Regions from separate parts of the Mus musculus genome. Here all the other regions are linked to region 4. A link is a contact called in public promoter capture Hi-C data. All regions are on one chromosome and are shown on one strand. Each heading gives the region's core, a stretch centred on a gene start, on an enhancer-like site or on the middle of the called end of the contact. The rest is flanking DNA. Distances are from core to core; before and after follow the strand shown. Region 1 holds the start of Ppil6 (peptidylprolyl isomerase (cyclophilin)-like 6). Region 2 holds the start of Qrsl1 (glutaminyl-tRNA synthase (glutamine-hydrolyzing)-like 1). Region 3 holds the start of Sesn1 (sestrin 1). Region 4 holds the start of Scml4 (Scm polycomb group protein like 4).

The links. Promoter capture Hi-C pulls out the DNA fragments that hold promoters and counts their contacts. Capture Hi-C pulls out chosen DNA fragments and counts their contacts.
Region 1: a contact with region 4 is called in a promoter capture Hi-C map of liver, with 4 times the contacts expected there. The contact joins the promoter of Ppil6 here to the promoter of Scml4 in region 4. A contact is called at or near these places in 2 of 39 promoter capture datasets (liver and neutrophils), 4 of 115 datasets of contacts at active chromatin or transcription factors (astrocytes, double positive thymocytes, memory CD8 T cells and 1 more) and 2 of 9 other capture datasets (adipose tissue and liver).
Region 2: a contact with region 4 is called in a promoter capture Hi-C map of liver, with 4 times the contacts expected there. The contact joins the promoter of Qrsl1 here to the promoter of Scml4 in region 4. A contact is called at or near these places in 4 of 39 promoter capture datasets (hippocampal neurons, liver and pre-B cells) and 1 of 115 datasets of contacts at active chromatin or transcription factors (astrocytes).
Region 3: a contact with region 4 is called in a promoter capture Hi-C map of pre-B cells, with 5 times the contacts expected there. The contact joins the promoter of Sesn1 here to the promoter of Scml4 in region 4. A contact is called at or near these places in 1 of 39 promoter capture datasets (pre-B cells), 1 of 484 Hi-C or Micro-C datasets (CD4 T cells), 5 of 115 datasets of contacts at active chromatin or transcription factors (double positive thymocytes, embryonic forebrain, large pre-B cells and 2 more) and 2 of 9 other capture datasets (adipose tissue and liver).

Annotation. Positions count from the first base shown.
Region 1 is chr10:41,487,920-41,492,022 of GRCm38.p6, reverse strand. It overlaps Ppil6 (peptidylprolyl isomerase (cyclophilin)-like 6), which reads right to left and starts at 1,584. Exons shown (of 8, transcript NM_028430.1): 1 at 1,402-1,584. The coding sequence starts at 1,542. Smpd2 (sphingomyelin phosphodiesterase 2, neutral) reads left to right here and starts at 1,683. Exons shown (of 10, transcript NM_009213.2): 1 at 1,683-2,040; 2 at 2,463-2,559; 3 at 2,672-2,748; 4 at 2,999-3,092; 5 at 3,200-3,289; 6 at 3,508-3,590; 7 at 3,714-3,846; 8 at 3,926-4,030. The coding sequence starts at 1,991.
Region 2 is chr10:43,899,658-43,903,864 of GRCm38.p6, reverse strand. Qrsl1 (glutaminyl-tRNA synthase (glutamine-hydrolyzing)-like 1) reads left to right here and starts at 2,129. Exons shown (of 11, transcript NM_001081054.2): 1 at 2,129-2,251. The coding sequence starts at 2,228. Rtn4ip1 (reticulon 4 interacting protein 1) reads right to left here and starts at 2,058. Exons shown (of 9, transcript NM_130892.5): 1 at 1,329-2,058. The coding sequence starts at 1,602.
Region 3 is chr10:41,808,806-41,812,948 of GRCm38.p6, reverse strand. Sesn1 (sestrin 1) reads right to left here and starts at 2,375. Exons shown (of 10, transcript NM_001162908.1): 1 at 1,649-2,375. The coding sequence starts at 1,927. Cep57l1 (centrosomal protein 57-like 1) reads left to right here and starts at 3,081. Exons shown (of 11, transcript NM_001243074.1): 1 at 3,081-3,161; 2 at 3,286-3,376. The coding sequence starts at 3,302.
Region 4 is chr10:42,857,800-42,862,308 of GRCm38.p6, reverse strand. It overlaps Scml4 (Scm polycomb group protein like 4), which reads right to left and starts at 1,797. Exons shown (of 9, transcript NM_172938.3): 1 at 1,456-1,797.

The DNA of each region.
Region 1 (4,103 bases), core at 335-2,834, 1.4 Mb after region 4:
GCCATCATGTGGTTGCTGGAATTTGAACTCAGGACCTTCGGAAGAGCAGTCAGTGTTTGTTGTGACTTAATCCCTGAGCCATCTCTCCAGCCCCTACAATAAAGTTTTATTAGAACACTTATATCCTGTGTCCACCGCTTTGCTTTGTTATGAAGACAAAGTATTAATAACTATGTAGCCCAGGCTGGCCATCAACTTCCTGTCTTGGCCTTTTGGGTGCCTGTGTTACCATACCTGGGCACACTGTTTTTCTCAACATAAGTCTAAGACTGTGTCCCAGAACACCTAACATATTTACTAATTGAACTTCCCAGGAAGAAAAAAAAAAGGTTGCAAACACTTTGCCTGCAGTGTGGAACAACCACAGGAAATATTAATGTCTTAAGAGAGTCAAACAAGAAAGAGAGAGAGAGAGAGAGAGAGAGAGAGAGAGAGAGAGAAGGGAGGAAGGAAGGAAGGCCACTTTAGCTGTAAGACACTGGTTCATGTCTCAAAAATACCAAAAAAAAAAAAAAAACCCAATAAAGAAACAAACACAAGCACTAAGCCTTCATCTTCCAACACACACACAAGACAGCACTTTCACTCTGGATGCTAGAGCAAGCAAGGGTGTGTGTGTGTGTGTGTGTGTGTGTGTGTGTGTGTGTGTTCTGAGGGTGAATTCTACTGCCCTTGCTCTCCAGCTGGAAAAAACAAGCACAAACAAACTAGTTGCTGGCTCAGGGCTGCGTGTATTTCACCACCGTACCCCCCAGGTTTTTTCCTGTTTCCAGGTAGCAGGCGTGCTGCGGCATGATTGACCTGGCTACATTTGTTTGTTTCCTGGTGCATAAAATATCATTCTACATGTTTACAAATTCATACTTGGATTCTTCACAGCACTTCTGGGACATCTCTTAAAAATCTGAAAAGTATCTGATTCTGCTAAAATGCAGAAACAACTACAGAAATTATAAAGGAAAGGCCCTTCCAAAATTAAAGTACTAAAAAAAATCACAAGTGTTTTTTTCTTTTCTTTTCTTTTTTTTTTTTAAACTAGAGGCGGGGAGGCTGAGGTGGTATCTGGGGCACCGGGTTACCTCAGCGATGGTCCTGAAAGCTGGAGCTTTTGAATATTTTCCCGTAATTTTGAATTTTGTAAATCCATAATCCAATAAAAAATTTCACGTGAACTAGCATTTCCATGCATAGGTGTTCCGAAATTACCATTTTCCCAATACGGATCCCCGCGAACGCTCGCTCGCGCTCCGAGTCTCTTCCAGGTCGCCCTTCCTTGCGACCAGCATTTGTTCTCTATGCCCCCATCCAGCCCTAGGACAGAACGTGGACCCCCGCCCGCCAGCGCAGGCGACACCGCGGCAGGGGGCTGAGGTGCGCACGGCGTCTGGGGCGAGGGGTTACCTCAGCGATGGTCTTTGACACCTGAAAGCTGGAGCTTTTGAAGAGCCCCACCACCTTCAGCTTCAGGGGCGGCTCGGGCGGCAACCGCACGTGACATGCTGGGGGCTTCGACTTGGGCCGGCACGGCTGCTGGGTGGCCATGGCAGGGACAGCAGAGAGCCCGGAACACAAATAGTGCGAGTCGCCAGGGCAACCGCGTGGCTCCTCCCCGAACGCCCGCAAGGGGCGGGACCTGAGTGAGTTCGTGGGCGGGGCCTCGCATCAACTTCAAGCCTGTTGCTGGTGGAAGCCGAGCCGGGAACAAGGGAGGAACCTGTAGGCCGCGGTGCGGAGAACCCACCGAAGGACCTAAGAATCTGGAACAGTCCACCCGAGATTCCTTCCAGGACTGCCGGCGGCCTCGCGCAGCCAGCCCGGGATTTGCAGCCGACCTTCTTTCCGGGTGGAAGGACGGCCTTTGTCCCAGTAACGCAGGAGTCGCCCCCCACCCCCAACCAGCTCGCGTTCCTGGGTCGGGGCAGCGCAGGACAGGGCAATAAGCCTGTGCGCGCAATCCGCCTCGCCGCCCTTGCTCCGAAGCACTCCAGCCATGAAGCTCAACTTTTCTCTACGGCTGAGAGTTTTCAATCTCAACTGCTGGTAAGTAAGTGCTCCCAGGCGTGGGCTGCAGCCTCGGAGCCACCTTCCAGTCCCCTCTCGCACATGCCTAGGAAGGAAGCAGGTCTTCTTCAGCCGAGCTAGACCCTGTCCTTCCCGAACCACCAAAGTCCACATCGCCTAAAGACCAGAGCTTGGGTGGTTGCAGCAATCACCAAAGTCCCTATCATCCAAAGCTGAGGTGATGACAGCAGTAATCGTCCCAAACCTGGCCCATGTCTTTCCTTTTAAATGATTTACTTTTATTTTATGTACATTTGGTGTTTTGCCTGTATGTATGTCTGTGTGAAGGTGCCAGATTCTCTGGAACTGGAGTTACAGACAGTTGTAAGCTGTCATGTGCTTGCTGGAAATTGAACTGCTGACCCATCTCTTCTGCCCCCTGCGTCCTCCACCCCTTTTAGGGACATCCCCTACCTGAGCAAACATAGGGCGGACCGCATGAAGCGCTTGGGAGACTTTCTGAACTTGGAAAACTTTGATCTGGCTCTCCTGGAGGAGGTGAGGTTGTAGGGCAGGCTAGGTTGGAGGAGGGCAGCAGGCGGCAGGCGGCGCAGGAAAACTGTTCTGTCTGGGATGAAATCCAAGCAAGTATCCTCACCTTCTTCCTCAGGTGTGGAGTGAGCAGGACTTCCAGTACCTAAGGCAAAGGCTATCGCTCACCTATCCAGATGCACACTACTTCAGAAGGTGAAAAGCCTGTGTTCTCAGCCTGTTCTCAGACGAGGAAGCTCTCCAACATTCTTGCTTGCACCCTCGATCTTCTTCCTCTGGGTGTGAGAAGAGCAGGCCGTCACCCTCATCTTGCAAGGGCTGCTGTCTTAGGCTTTGTTCTGGGGTTGATCTTAGCAGTAGAGCTGGGAGACCGCGGAGGGGAAGAGGGCTGGCTGGGTACTCCCCTCCTTGCTCTTCTGGTTATTAAGCAAGAGTTGGTTTTCAGCGGGATGATAGGCAGTGGCCTCTGTGTGTTCTCCAAACACCCAATCCAGGAAATCTTCCAGCATGTCTACAGTCTGAATGGTTACCCCTACATGGTAAGGATCTCTTCCCTATCCTTGCTAACACAGACTGGACGCAGCCTTCCTGGGGCCTTGGCAGGAGGGTGTCAGTACCCTGAGTTTTTGTCTTCTCTTGCCTGCAGTTCCATCATGGAGACTGGTTCTGTGGGAAGTCTGTGGGGCTGCTGGTGCTCCGTCTAAGTGGACTGGTGCTCAATGCCTACGTGACTCATGTGAGTGGGGCTAGCCAGGCTTAGGCAGTGGGTCAAGCAGCCCAATGCTATGGTGGAGAAGAGACGCCACTAGTTAGTTCTGCTGCCTGGGGATAAGGCATGGGATCAGAAGCTAGCATTGGGCAAGGTTCACCCATTCCCTGTCACACTCTGCCATGTGACAGATGACAAGCTTGATTCAGACAGCCTTCTCTTTGATTTCACCTATTCCACTTTAGCTACATGCTGAGTACAGCCGACAGAAGGACATCTACTTTGCACACCGTGTGGCCCAAGCTTGGGAACTGGCCCAGTTCATCCAGTGTGTGAGCCTGGGCTTGATGGGGGCTGTGGGGTGGGACGGGGGTTGAGGAGTGGCAGTTATCCTTGAGAGGGCACATAATAAGGGAAGAATTTCCTCCTTGCCGCTCTTCCCCCAACTCAGCCACACATCCAAGAATGCAGATGTGGTTCTATTGTGTGGAGACCTCAATATGCACCCCAAAGACCTGGGCTGCTGCCTGCTGAAAGAGTGGACAGGGCTCCATGATGCTTTCGTTGAGACTGAGGACTTTAAGGTGAGAGACTGTTTCCCACCAACTCCACACTTGTTCCAGTCTTCCTGTCTCTTAGCATCCTAGCCACCTGTTTCCCTAGGGCTCTGATGATGGCTGTACCATGGTACCCAAGAACTGCTACGTCAGCCAGCAGGACCTGGGACCGTTTCCGTCTGGTATCCGGATTGATTACGTGCTTTACAAGGTCAGGCTCTTATTCCCGGTGTGCCTTCTCCAGTATCTTCCTTCCTCTGTCACTAGCCCACGCTTTAGTTCAG
Region 2 (4,207 bases), core at 880-3,379, 1.0 Mb before region 4:
TTCTACCATGCAAGTCACAGGGACTGAACCTGGGTCTTTGGGCTTGACAGCAAGTGCCTTTCCCCACTGGGCCATCTCACTGACATACACAGTTCTTCTATCCCAGAAACCTCTTTGGAATTAAATCCTGTGCTATATCAATCACTGCCCTACACTAAGTCATACATGAGCACTCCTGCTGAGGCACTGAAGGCCACTGTAGGCCCCCACACAAGCCCTTCAGAACACTGACCCAGGGTTAAACATGGCAGCTTCCTTAACCACTAGGTAGTTAACTTCCTGTGAATTGGTCATCTCAGAACATATTCATCTTCAGAAGACACACGTGAGTTCCCATAAGCGAGACTGACAATATTTTTGCCAGTTTTTTCCAGAATTAAAGTAATTTATAAATACAAATCAATTTGTTCACCACTATAATAGAACCACAGTATAGAATATAAGAATACATTTAAGGAATGCTCTCCCCAAGCTGTTCAATATGACCCAGCAAGAGAAATTAGGATAACATTATCCCAGCTTCAGCGGGTGTATAACAAGAAAACACATTTAAGCTGGAGGTGGGGAGTGGGGAATGGGGATATGAGAAATGACGAGGATGCTGTGCCCCTATCAGGAGTTCTGCTCTGTTGCTTGGTACACTGGGCCTATAACAGAAGCTGTGAACCGTGGGACAGCAAGAAGGATACAGGAATTACATAGACCCAGACTCTGAACTGATGGGGAAACATAGCCAAACTCTGGAGCCTGTGCTGGACCCTAAAATTACCACAGAGCAAATTAACTGTAGATATCACTTCTCGGTCCCAACTCATATGTGAAAGGAAACAAACACATTTAATAAAAGATTAAAGTATACCTTAGCAGTTGTGACAACAAAACGTCGTAAATATTTGCAGGGATAGTATCAGAAACCAGATGGCTCTGCCTATAGTGGTGCTTGCTACCAAGCCTGGTGGTCAGTTTAATGCCCGGAGCCTACCTGGTAGAAGGAAGAAACTCACTCCCACAAGATGTCCTTTGACCTCCACTTGGGCCCTGTTCCACACACCCAAACACAAAATAAATACATGTAATAAGAAACCTAAATGACTCCCTCACGCCAACCTAAATGTAGTCTATTAACTAGGTGTGGTCTACACCTGCTAAATCCCAGGCCTGGAGAGGCAGAGCAGGAGGGCGGCAGAGTGGAGACTAGTCAGTGGTATACAATGAATTGGAGGCCAGCCTGGGCTAGACAACGACCCCTTGTTTCAAAAGAAAAACAACAAAACACCTGTGTGCCCAGTGAATTTTGATTTAAAACCAAACAAACCCGGACAACTTACTTCTCATATTAACATCTATAGGATTTACACTGGCAGCGTGGACTTTGATAATGACTTCATTTGGATAGTGTATGATAGGTAACATCATGTTCTGGGTGAATCGAAGGACTTCATTCTTTCCATATTTATCTATCACCCAAGCGGGCATGACAGTGCTCCTCGCAGACGTAGTACTAATGCCTCTAAATGGTGGCTTTGGGATAACTGTCCTTCTCCAGAAGCAGGCGGCGGCACAAGCACTTCTTCTAAGTACACAGGTCTTCAAAACGCCCATCCTGAGCAGGGATGGAGAACGTTTCCTCGAAAAAAAGAAAAGAAAAAAAGAAAAAGAAAAAAGAAAGGAGGAGCGGGGGTGGGGGGTGCGACGGTGGAGAGAAAGGACCTGAAGCAGGTCAAACTAACACATTTCAATTCAGCCAAAATCTGCCAAACCCACAGGTCAATTAAGCGAGGGGGAGCTTTCAGAAGCAAACTCAACCTAAAGCCGCGACGGAATTAAAATAGAATTGCTACTGTGCTCCCCACGTCAGAAATGTCCCAGTTGGCGTCCAGTCAGTACACTGGCCATTCCTTCCTTACGCTCTCCTTCCCCTTAAGGAAAAAAAAGCAAGCAAGCAGGGAGTCCTCAGAGGGACAAGCAAACAAGGCTAGCAATTCCTAGGTCAGGCGGATTCCTGACACGACCCCGGCCGCGGTCTCCTTGCCTGTCCGCGCGCCTCCGGTCGCCGGCGCGCGAGCCAATCGTGTGCAGAGATCATTTCCGCCGCCCGGAACTCGACCAATCCAGGCGCTCGTTGTTAAAGAGGAGCCAAGATGTCTGCGCCCATGTAACGCCGGTGGCAGAGATTGACTCCTTCCTCTGTTCCGGGACCCGGTGCTACCGGCTGACTCCGAGGGCTATGCTGGGCCGGACTCTCCGAGAAGTGAGTGGACATGGCCAGGAGGGGACCAGGGAGGGCTGAGACACTGGAGGACTCGGAAGTTCAAGGTCGCCCCGGGTCACGCCGCACGGCACGCCCCCCCCCCCCGACCGCCTACATTCCTGAGTGGGAAGTGGGATTCGAACCTAAGCTCTTACCGTACACGCTGAGTCAATCCCCTAGAGTCAGAACGTCAAAAAGTTTGAACCCCTGAGCCGTGGAGTGGAACGACAGTCAACCCGCGCGATTAGGGAGAGGTTTCTCAGACAAGCCATCTCAGTCCCGTCGCTGCTGTGCTCGCTTAGGGACGGGGCGGTTTTGTAGCATGCACATTTGAAACAAACAAAAAAATTGGTGGCTTAAAAAAAAAAACAAAAAAAAACTAGGATTTCTACCACATCGTGTTTGAACATCTACTTAAGCTGTAGGTCGCAACCACAAATGTAGGAGAAAATGTGACAGCAGTTTTGAAAGGGAAGGAGGAGTGTTCCTGAGACAGTGGGCAAAGTTAATTCAAAAATCAAACTGTGAGTTGTGAGTTCAAGGTGTTTCTGACCGCACCCAGCGGTGCTTCCTCACGACTCTCTGCAGCAGGGTATGTGTGCACTGCCCAGCAAATGCTGCCGGAAACATCTCAACTCAGAATCGAGAGTATTGTTTATTAAGATTTAACATATGAGCAACTTTTCTAAACTTGTAGAAACATAATTATTTAATTTCAGAAAGCAAAACCTTTTAATATTTTACTAAATCGTTTTTCAGCTTGTCATACCCTAAGTGTGAAATGCGTGCATCTTTGGGATTTGTTGCTTTAAGGTGCTTGATTCTAAAAATGGCTGAGTTATTGACTTGAGTCTCATTCAAAAATCACTAAATAAGTTTTGATGTGAGATTATTCAGCTTTTTCCCAATATGGCGCTAAACATGCTCCTACAATTTTGTACAACATATTTATGCAAAGTGGTGTTCTCAGCACTGATATATCAAATCAAAATATTGGTAAACTGAAAAAAAATGAAAAACGTTGAGGAAACCTACAGCCAGGATTTAATTCTTTATTTAAAAATAAGCAAGTCTATGCATTTATTGGTATGCAGGTTTACTTTCATCTTTAATAGTAGAATTATGTACACCAAATAATTTTGTAAATATCTATATTTATTTATTTATTTATCTATTGTATATGGGTCTTTTGACTGCATGTATGTCTGCACACCAGAAGAGTGTATCAGATCCCATGTCACTACAGTCTTAAGTGGTTGAGAGCTGCCTTATGGGTGCTGGGATTTGAACTCAGGGCCTGTGGAAGAGCAGCCAGTGCTCTTAGCTGCTGAGGCACTACTCTAGACTCCATAGAATGGTTCTAAAATCAAATCCTTTATGATTTAGCAATTAATGCCTTGTATACCTACTTTGTATCTCAGTATACCTGTGCTTTGCAAAGCTTGTCTAGCACAAAAGGATTGTGAGTAGAAAAAGCTTCAGAAGCCCTGCCCAGGCTCGTATCTGTGAGGGCCTTCTGGAGGGCTCTTCCAAATGCCCAGAACACTCTAAACAAAGCAGAGGTGTCATTGCCCAAGCCAGAACAAAACCGGGAAGCACACCGTTACCCGTGGGTCTGTACACTGCCCTTCACTCTCCCTGTCCATCAACTCACTAAGCCCTCTAGTCTGTTCTCTTGAGATACCGTCCCACCTTAAGTCTTAGTCTTGCTTCAATATGGCTCGCCTGCCTTTGTTTGGGGCCAAACTCTCTTCAAGCTTTACAACAGTCTGCTCACCCACTCAGAATCACCTGGGGCCTTAGTTAACCTTCAGCTGGTTACCACACTAGACTCAATTAGAAAGATCTGTGTGATTAAAGCCTAGAGTGTATGGCTTAATGGGGTCTCTGGGTAGATCCTGGTACCTTAGTATTGAGTACCTATCCTGCCTACCGCTTCCCTCTCCCTTTTGTGTC
Region 3 (4,143 bases), core at 1,126-3,625, 1.0 Mb after region 4:
TACTTTACATAGTCTACTGCACTTGTGAAAGAGGAGAGGTGCATTCACTAGATAGGACTCTGGCACTTTGCATGCCATTTCATCTCACAAAAGCTCTGCATTCTTATCCTGATTTTATAAGACGTGAAAATCGAACACAAGGAAAGGCAAGGAACTTGCCTAAGGTCATTTAGTACATTAATAAGGACGCACTTGAACCCAGGTCTGACTCTAGTGCATTGCCTTAGCACTTCCCAGAGCTCGGATACTTTATCTTCAGTATAACTCTTAACAAGTTATATTATTTAGTCTCCCACTCAGAGACCAAGGTGAAGTAGAGTCACACCAAGAGGAAGGGCGACTCCCCTGAAACACTAGATGAGAAGCCTACAAACTTCCCGGTCACCTACTTACATACAACCCACAACAATGTTGGATGTGCACAATGATGACTCCACTACTTAAGAAAAATTCCCATAGTGGCTATGCAGAGGTCTAGAGAAATAGTTCCTTATGTCCAAGGGACAGAATGCACATACACTGAGAATTAGCTCCTTCCTGTAAAACGAATTATTACTGATTCTAGAGTATCTGTAAAAATATTTGAAGATAATTATTTTATGGCTATGATTGCACCTCTTTTATCTAAGTCACTAAAGAAAGCTGTCATCACTTAATACACAGTCAGTGAGCATTCTTCATATGTATAAACATTTCTCCTGCTTCTCCAAATTTTAACACACCTTCTAATACAACAGAATAAAGTGACTGTAGAAAAATGGCAGGACATTATAGAATTTTAAACCTTACTGCACTCACAATTTAATAGGTTTGCACATGAAAAGAGGAAAGAAACAATTCAAGGAAAACAGAAAATAACTGAGCAGCCAAGTATTTTCACCAAATGCCTTACCTGGACCCAACTTTTCTTTCTTTTTCTCCCCACAACCCCCTCCCTGCAACCCTAAGGCAGGGCCTTGCCATGTAGCCATGTATGGACCTAGTACTCATTGCTCGCCAGGCTGGTCTCGAACTCCTGGTGGCATTATTCCTCAGCTTCCTGGGAGTATGGAGAGTAAGCTACTGAACGCCCAACTCTGGGTCCAACTTTTCCACCTGGACAAGAGTTACCTTCTTTATGACTTAGGCTGTTTTTTATTATTGTTTTCTAGTTCTGTTTTAGGATGCTTTTAGAAAATGAAATCCTGTCTTTGTTAAAGAGCCAGAAAAAAATTATCCTGCCAGTTACTCTGAACAAATAGGAAATATTTCATGCAACTCCTCATTTTTGAGGCTTTCAGTGTGAAACTTTCCACACCATAACAATGTGAAAAGCGCACTGGCTACACTTGGCAACAAACAGAAAAAAAATGACAAAGACTGGATTTTAATTAACCAGACCTTTCATATATATTATATTCCACAGACAATGCCATTTCTACCCAAAAACACCATAAAAACAATTCCTGTTCATCTATTTTTGAAAACCGTTTTTAGTTTAGCCTGTTCCATTTGGGCCCAACATTGAACGTTTTACAGAACCCTCTAATGCCTAGTGATGTCATTATTAACAGCTAACCAGTTAGACTACCCCCATGGAAGCAAAAGCGACGGGAATAACTAAGTCAAATCACATCGGCTAGTTAAGTCACTCTAAAACTGCTCTTACCTCGACGCTCTTCAGAATGAGCCCGCTTCTCTCTCGCACATCTTTAAAGGGACATCTCTTAGAGAGCATAAGCAGATGAGCAAGAAGTTTATTCATCCCATCCAAAGAAACCGCGTTTGAAAGTCCGTCTGAAGGTCGGGAAAGTGTCTCTTTCGCTGAACGAAGGTATTCGGTTTTTCTCAAAACGATCTGCCTAATGTTTTCCAGTGCTGTCTCTCTAGTAGTCGTGTCTCTGCTGCACAGTCCCTCCCATCTCGCTTCATTCTCTCCTTCAGCCATGACAATCAAGAGCTTTTTCTTTTTCAGCGTTTAGTCAGTTACCTTTCAGCATTCCCCCAAAGCAGCCCGTCGTTTGTTTGTTTTTTAAACAAAAAACAAAAACAACGAGAAACGCTAAGAATAAAGTCAGAGAAATCCAGCCGTCGTGAAAGCAGGCGTCTGGATGGCACTGGGAATCACACGTGCTTTTTAAAGTTGATGCTTTCAAATCGATCCACAAGGCGGATCACCCAGGCACCCTCTCCTACACGAGGGCAGTCTTCTGACAGAGATTGAAAAGAACAAACTTGGAAAGTTGCAATCTCACAGAGCTGGTTAGCTGGACACAGAGTCCCGGGGAAGTGTTCTCTGTGTCGCAGGGTCAGCGGATATCCTCACGTTGTGGAGCTGTCAAATCCGTGCTTGGTCCCAAAAGGCTGGTAAACAGTAGAAGGTTCTCCAGCCATTCGATTTTTTGTCTGTGCAGCGGCTGGTTCTCGACCGTTCCCACCCCGCCCTCCTCCGACACCAGTCTCCGCCCCCCTCGGCTCCTCCTAGCGCCGCGGCAGGGCAGCGGGCGGGTGCTGGCGGGGTAGGCGGTAGACCCTGGCCCTTAGCTGCTGGGGCCCGAGGCTCCGGTGCTCCGGGGGAGCAGTGTCCGCCAATCACAGTGTCAGCGGCGACTAAGGGCGGCGTCCCCAACCCTGCCGGTTCTTGTCCCCCGGGGTACGCCGATGCTCCTCTTACTCCTCTGTCCTCGCCCACCTCCGCCAAGCCAGAGGGCACCCCGCAATCCAGCAGTCATCGAGCCCAGGGCTGCACGGCTGAAGCAAAGGGCCCCAGGCACAGAGCCCGCCCCTTCGCCCAGCCCCGTCGGTGGGGATCGGCCCAGAGGGCGGGAGCAGGGAGGGGAGACGGGGTCCTCACCCCCAGCCCCTCCCCTGTCCCCGCCCGGGACCGCCGGGAGCCGCCCCTGCCCCATGCCTGCCTCTCCGCCCAGGCACACGCGACCCGCAAAGACAGCCATTGGAAGCAGCCCCGCCCTCGGGCAGAGTACCTCCGGACCCCGAGTCCAGCGCGCCACTGACTAAGACCGGCTGCTGCGCATGCGCGACGCCGGCCAGGGCGCATGCGCTTTCCGCGGTGTTGTCCTTTCTCGACGTTTGGAGGCGCTGGTTTGAAGAAGGGGAAAGAAAAGTAAGGAGTACAGATGCCCGGAGATGTTTATCGAACAAGAAAAGCCGAACAAATAAAGGTGCTCTATAGTATTCCAAGTAGAAATGGGATAGAATTATGAGTGACAGCCAAGCAGGCAGGGCTTTGCGTTGGCTTTTGGGAAATGTAGTTGTAATGCTAACTACGCGCTCTGTTTGCGACAGAAACTACAATTCCCAGATGCCACCGCGACACTTGTCTTTGCCCGCGAACCAACGGTTCTGGAGGCCGTGGTTAACTGGGAGCGTCCATCTGGTAAGCGTGGTAGGCTTGGTTGTGACCCGTTCAGTGAAAAAAAATTTTTTTTTTCCCCTCGGAAACTCTGGTGCCGACGCCATCTGGGATTGCTTCCTTTCCGTCGTGGCTTGCCGGGAGAGAAATAGTGCAGGTGCTCAACACCTTTGGTTGGGTGACTGAGGCAAGGATTTGGGGATCATTGTTTGGAAGGCCAAGGAGCAGCCTTAAGACAGGCAAACTGGAAAAAAAAAAAAAAGAAAAGAAACAAAAAAGCAAAACAAAAAACCGACGCCGCTGCTTCTGCTGTCCTCTTGCACATAGGCCCGTGCTGAATGGATTAGGAATCCCTAAGCGTTGCCATTGCACCTTTGCCCTTACAGGGATCTGTTTTGTGCTGTCTTTGCTCAGTCAGATAGCATCCGAAGGGGATCTTTGAAAGCAAGTCTCTTGTGTCTGAGACTGAAAAGAACTTCAAATGTCCTTAGGTTTGGAAGGTTCTGTATGAAAAGAAGCCTATAAAAACCTCCTAAATGTGTTATCTTTGAACGATATGGTCATTTCTCTAAAGGTGTTTTTGGAAGGTTTTTAATAGACTGGTAATCGGATTCGATTTTAATCCTTTGTTTTACAAAGTAAACATAGTCATAAAATATTAATCTGGAACTAAAGAGATGGTGCAGTAGTTAAGAATTGTTCTTATACAGTACTTAAGTTCGATTCTCAGCCCCAACTTGGCAGCTCACAGCCATTCATAACTTTAGTTCCAGAGGATCTGATGACTTCTA
Region 4 (4,509 bases), core at 548-3,047:
GAAGGTTTCTACACACACACACAGTCACAATGTTAAGAGTGAGAGAAACACATTCATGTTTTAATAGTAGTTGACAGCTATATTTTAAAGGTAGACTGTAAAGCTACCAAGCGGCTTCTCTGCACGGGGCATCAATGTTTACATTTTAGCTGCATTTTGATGCTACGCAGTGCTAGTTTTCTAGGTAATTGCCACCCAGTAGCTGTTACTCAGATCGACTGAGCCACTTCTACCAAGCAACAAGCACACAAAATGTTCCATAAAATACTGTCTAAATCAGGCACCTTCTCCTCTACAGCCATCTCCATACTTCTACATGTTCTCCAGACATTCCGTTTTGTTTTGTTCTTAATGAGAAAAAAGTCTTGAGGAGGGAAAGACATCTATGTCTCTTACCCTTCAAAAAAAAATGTTCCTTAGTTGAGAAAGGAATTAAAAACATGGAACACACAACAACCACATCTGGATCACTTTTCAAGCATCCCAGCTACAAAGCCCCATTTCTCAGAGAGCTGCTGATGGTCCTAGCCCTCTTGAGAAATGTCATGACCCTAGAAAGACAACACAGCAAGCCGCCACCTCTGGCTTATTGTCGAAAATAACGGCAAGAACTTAGACTCAAGCGCATCAATGATGAGTGAAAACTGCTAACTCAGCAGCCATACCCACTGGTCCTGTCCATCCGCAGAGCAACCTGTAGACGACACCCGGGGCTGCAGGCAGAATGAGTGGAAGCTATTTGGGGTCACATAGGACTGTGTGAGGGGAGGAGGTGACTTTGTCTTTGAACTTGGGGAAACTCCAAACATTCCATACTAACCTGTTAGTTATTTCCTCCTAAAAAAACTAATAGCAGGAACTTGCAAACAATTAATACTCTCCTTATCTATGACTGGTACATCAGCAACCAACAAAAACACATGAAATATCCCATCTGCAGCATTCAACACAAGTAAATAAAATTCAATTTGAAAACAAATGCTTTGATGAGTGCTTATATCACAGCCAATTTTAATAATCAATTTTAGGTAAATATTTGTAACCTAATCCATACTACAAATTTTAAATTAATAATACAAAATAAGACAAAATTATTATTAGGAAAAAAACCATATTCATGTTTGAAATAATAAAAAATTTGCACATATTTACATATAGACTTAAAGAGAGGTTAAGTGTATACATGTCAAAAATGGTTATAAACTGTGTTTTTACTTTAAATCTCCCTTTGATATATAGTTAAAAAAAATCAAACATTATATTTTGCATGTTAGGATCCGAAGTTTACCCACCGGGCTCAGTAGTTTTAGCACCAGACACTCGTGCATTGCCAGAGAGGCAGGCATGCAAACCCTCCCAAATAAACTAAAGCAGGTAACCTGTTGTGCCGCCAGCCCAAAGAGAAGGAGCCATACAATGTACCACAGCACACCCGCCAGCATGCGTCTCCCTTACCTACAGCTTGGTCACAGAGCCCTGACCAGGGTGTTGCTTGCTGAGGTCTGGAGTGGTGGCTTAGAAGACAGGTGACTTCCTGCACACACACTGCGAGTATGGCACAAGCTATCTTCCACCCGTGTGCTACGCCTGCCTCACAGCTAGTCGCCAGCAGCCCAGCTCGCCGCCGCTGCAAACATCTCATTAGACTAATGCATTCAGTACAGGCAGAACACTCGATTTACCATAGCTACAGCAGTGAATTTCCATTACGATGACAGCTTCAACCACATCATGTCCGGAAAACCAGCCAACCGCTGGCTTCTAAAGAACACACACACATTTTACATGCAGAAAGCGAGGACTCTGTGTGTGTGTGTGTGTGTGTGTGTGTGTGTGTGTGTGTGTGTGTGTGTGTGTGTTATTTCTTTCCTCTGTACAGACAGACCAGCTAAGAGAAATACACAGCACAGCTTTTTGTGAACAGCAGCCGCCAGGTAATGATACTTCTGCTTCTTAGATAGTTACTTCCTTGTAAGAAACTGAATTATGTCACAATAGTCAGAATGGGTGTTTCCTGCATTTCAGTTTTCATTACCCCTCCTCCGTTGCCATAGAAACCAGACTGTAACATCATCTCTTTGTCCCAGTCTTGCAGCAGTGAGGGCCACACCAGGCTTATAAGACTGTTACGATCTGACAAGGCTAATGTTTGGCTTTGGGGGGAAAAGAAGAAGAAAGAAAGAACAATGGTATACCAACAGAAAGCCTGTGTGTTGTCAGAGGTGTGGACCTGTACTGATGACACACTGTGGCTGTACCTGTTAGCTCTAAAGCTGCCTATCCTACGTTTAATCCACATCTGTGTGTGCACATCTGGAAGTGTTTCTCCATGCCCAAACACTCTTGGGACCTGCCTGGGAAAGGGCTGCTGTCTCTCCTCCATACCCACTGCCTGTCCACTAAACCAGTTTACACCAGAGAAGGTGCCTTTTCTCCTCCCTTCTTTTTATAAAGTGAGTCGAGGTTTTCTGCTGCTGACTTGACTCATCTGGGGAAATGGGATGTGTCTCAAGTGTGTCTTATAAGATACCTGGTTTACAAATACAGGCTGTCTACCGGGTTTGCTTTTAGGGACAGGGAGCATGCTTGTAGCCAGGACTGACATTAAACTAATTTGGAAGGTCTGGGTCACAGCTTAGCCAGTTACTGAGTATGAAAAATTAAAAAGGACCTACAATTTGAATGCATATGTAGTGTGAAGTAAATTTGTCCCCTCAAATTAAATAGATACAGGAAATTGATGTTTTTTTTAAGTCAAAGCATTATCCTTACTAAGAAAGAAGGAATTCCCTGGGTGGCATGTGTCCTTTCTGCCTAGGTCCGCTGCCTGCCACAGCCCTGACTCCTCTGCCCCAAGGTGGTTCCCAGGCTGGCCGGGGCCTGGCCCAGCTTGGATGGCAGTCTCCATTCCTACCAAGTGCCATAAAGAGTCAAAAATTTGTACCAACAGTGTAGTATGTGTCCCCTTTGACATCCAAGGGAATCAAAGGCTGATTAGTGAAACAAGATTGGCCCATAGAAGCTCTCAATAAATTTCTATTTTATGAAAGATACAGACAGTTTGGCCCAAGTAGAAATTATTAGGGTTATGGGACTGGCTTTGGACTGAAATTCATGATGTAGAAATGGAAAAGTAACACGTTCACAACAAAGTGCAGACTCACGCTGTTAAGGAACGTAGATGGGAAGAGACATAGAGCTCTCTCCTCATGGGAAGAGGCCTTAGGGGAGGCGGTGAGCTGCCGAAGACAGCATCATGGCTCGCCACTGACCTACAGCAACCCTTTTGGACTCGTATTTAAACTATTGAGGGTTTTTTCCTTTGGAAATAAATATGTTATAAAACTGAAGGGGAAAAGTAAAAATGAAGACAAGGAAAAGAAGGAATCCACATCCTTTATTTACCTGTTGAGTTTTGATGTTCATTCAGGAAAATACAGTCTTGGAAGTTTTGTTTTGGAGGGGGTGTGTCTGTACTTTCTTATAACTTAGTTCATTTAAAGAAGAAGCCTAAGGAAGAAGATGAGAAGGAGAAAAGAAATTAGAAGCCAGCCAGGTGTGGGCGACAAACTGTGATGTCATCATTCAGGAGCCAGAGGCAGAAAGAAATGGGCCAGCCTGGGCTATGTGGGGAGTCTCAGGGCAACTTCAGCTATAGAGTAAGGCCCTGGGGAAGAGGGAGGACACTAGGGCCTGATGGATGGTTTAAATGTGGCCTGCGCCAAGTTCCAGCCACAGCTATGGTCATACAGTCTCACACAGTGTTCCACTGAAGGGCATTTTAGATGAGCTCGGGTAACTAGTGTTCAATTGAATATGGCTCTTTCAACAAATAAAATCAACATTTCTTAAGGAATCAAACCCTATAAAGAGAAAAGGCTTTGGTAGACTCTTACTCCAACGGCCTTTGGTTTCTCTTTCCCAGGAAGATCCTGAGGGGCTCTCACTCTGATCTGCATGCTCCATCTTCATACAGACTGTGTCTGTGTGGCTTGTCCTTGAGCCAGGTGTGCCTGGGTTGCTGCTTCGACTCTCAATGGGTCAACTTGGCAATCACACATGACCTTAAAATTAACTAAAGCCAACCTGAAATATTTAAATATATATTACTGAGATTAATGGTATGTGCATGTAAGAATGTTACTCAAATTCCTTTCTTCTTAGCCATCACCACAGGCCTTAAGTTACCAATGTTTTACAAAAATATTGAATGGGTTTTTTTATTCCAAAAAAAAAATTTAAGTTAAGCATGTAAGAATAATAAAAAAAAAATCGTGGGGTGGAAAGTATCAGCCAAAGGATTTTTAAAAGGCAAAGTGTCCACTTCCTCTTCCTCCTCTTCCTTTTTCTCCTCCTCCTCTTCCATCATAGCTCTCACCTTGTGTATCTCTGGATGACCACCAAAATGCTCAGGCTGGGCTGGGAAGATAGCTCTGTGGATAAAATGTGTGCACGATGCATAAGTATCAGAGTTCAGATCCCAAACCCTCACAAAAATGCCAGGCAAGT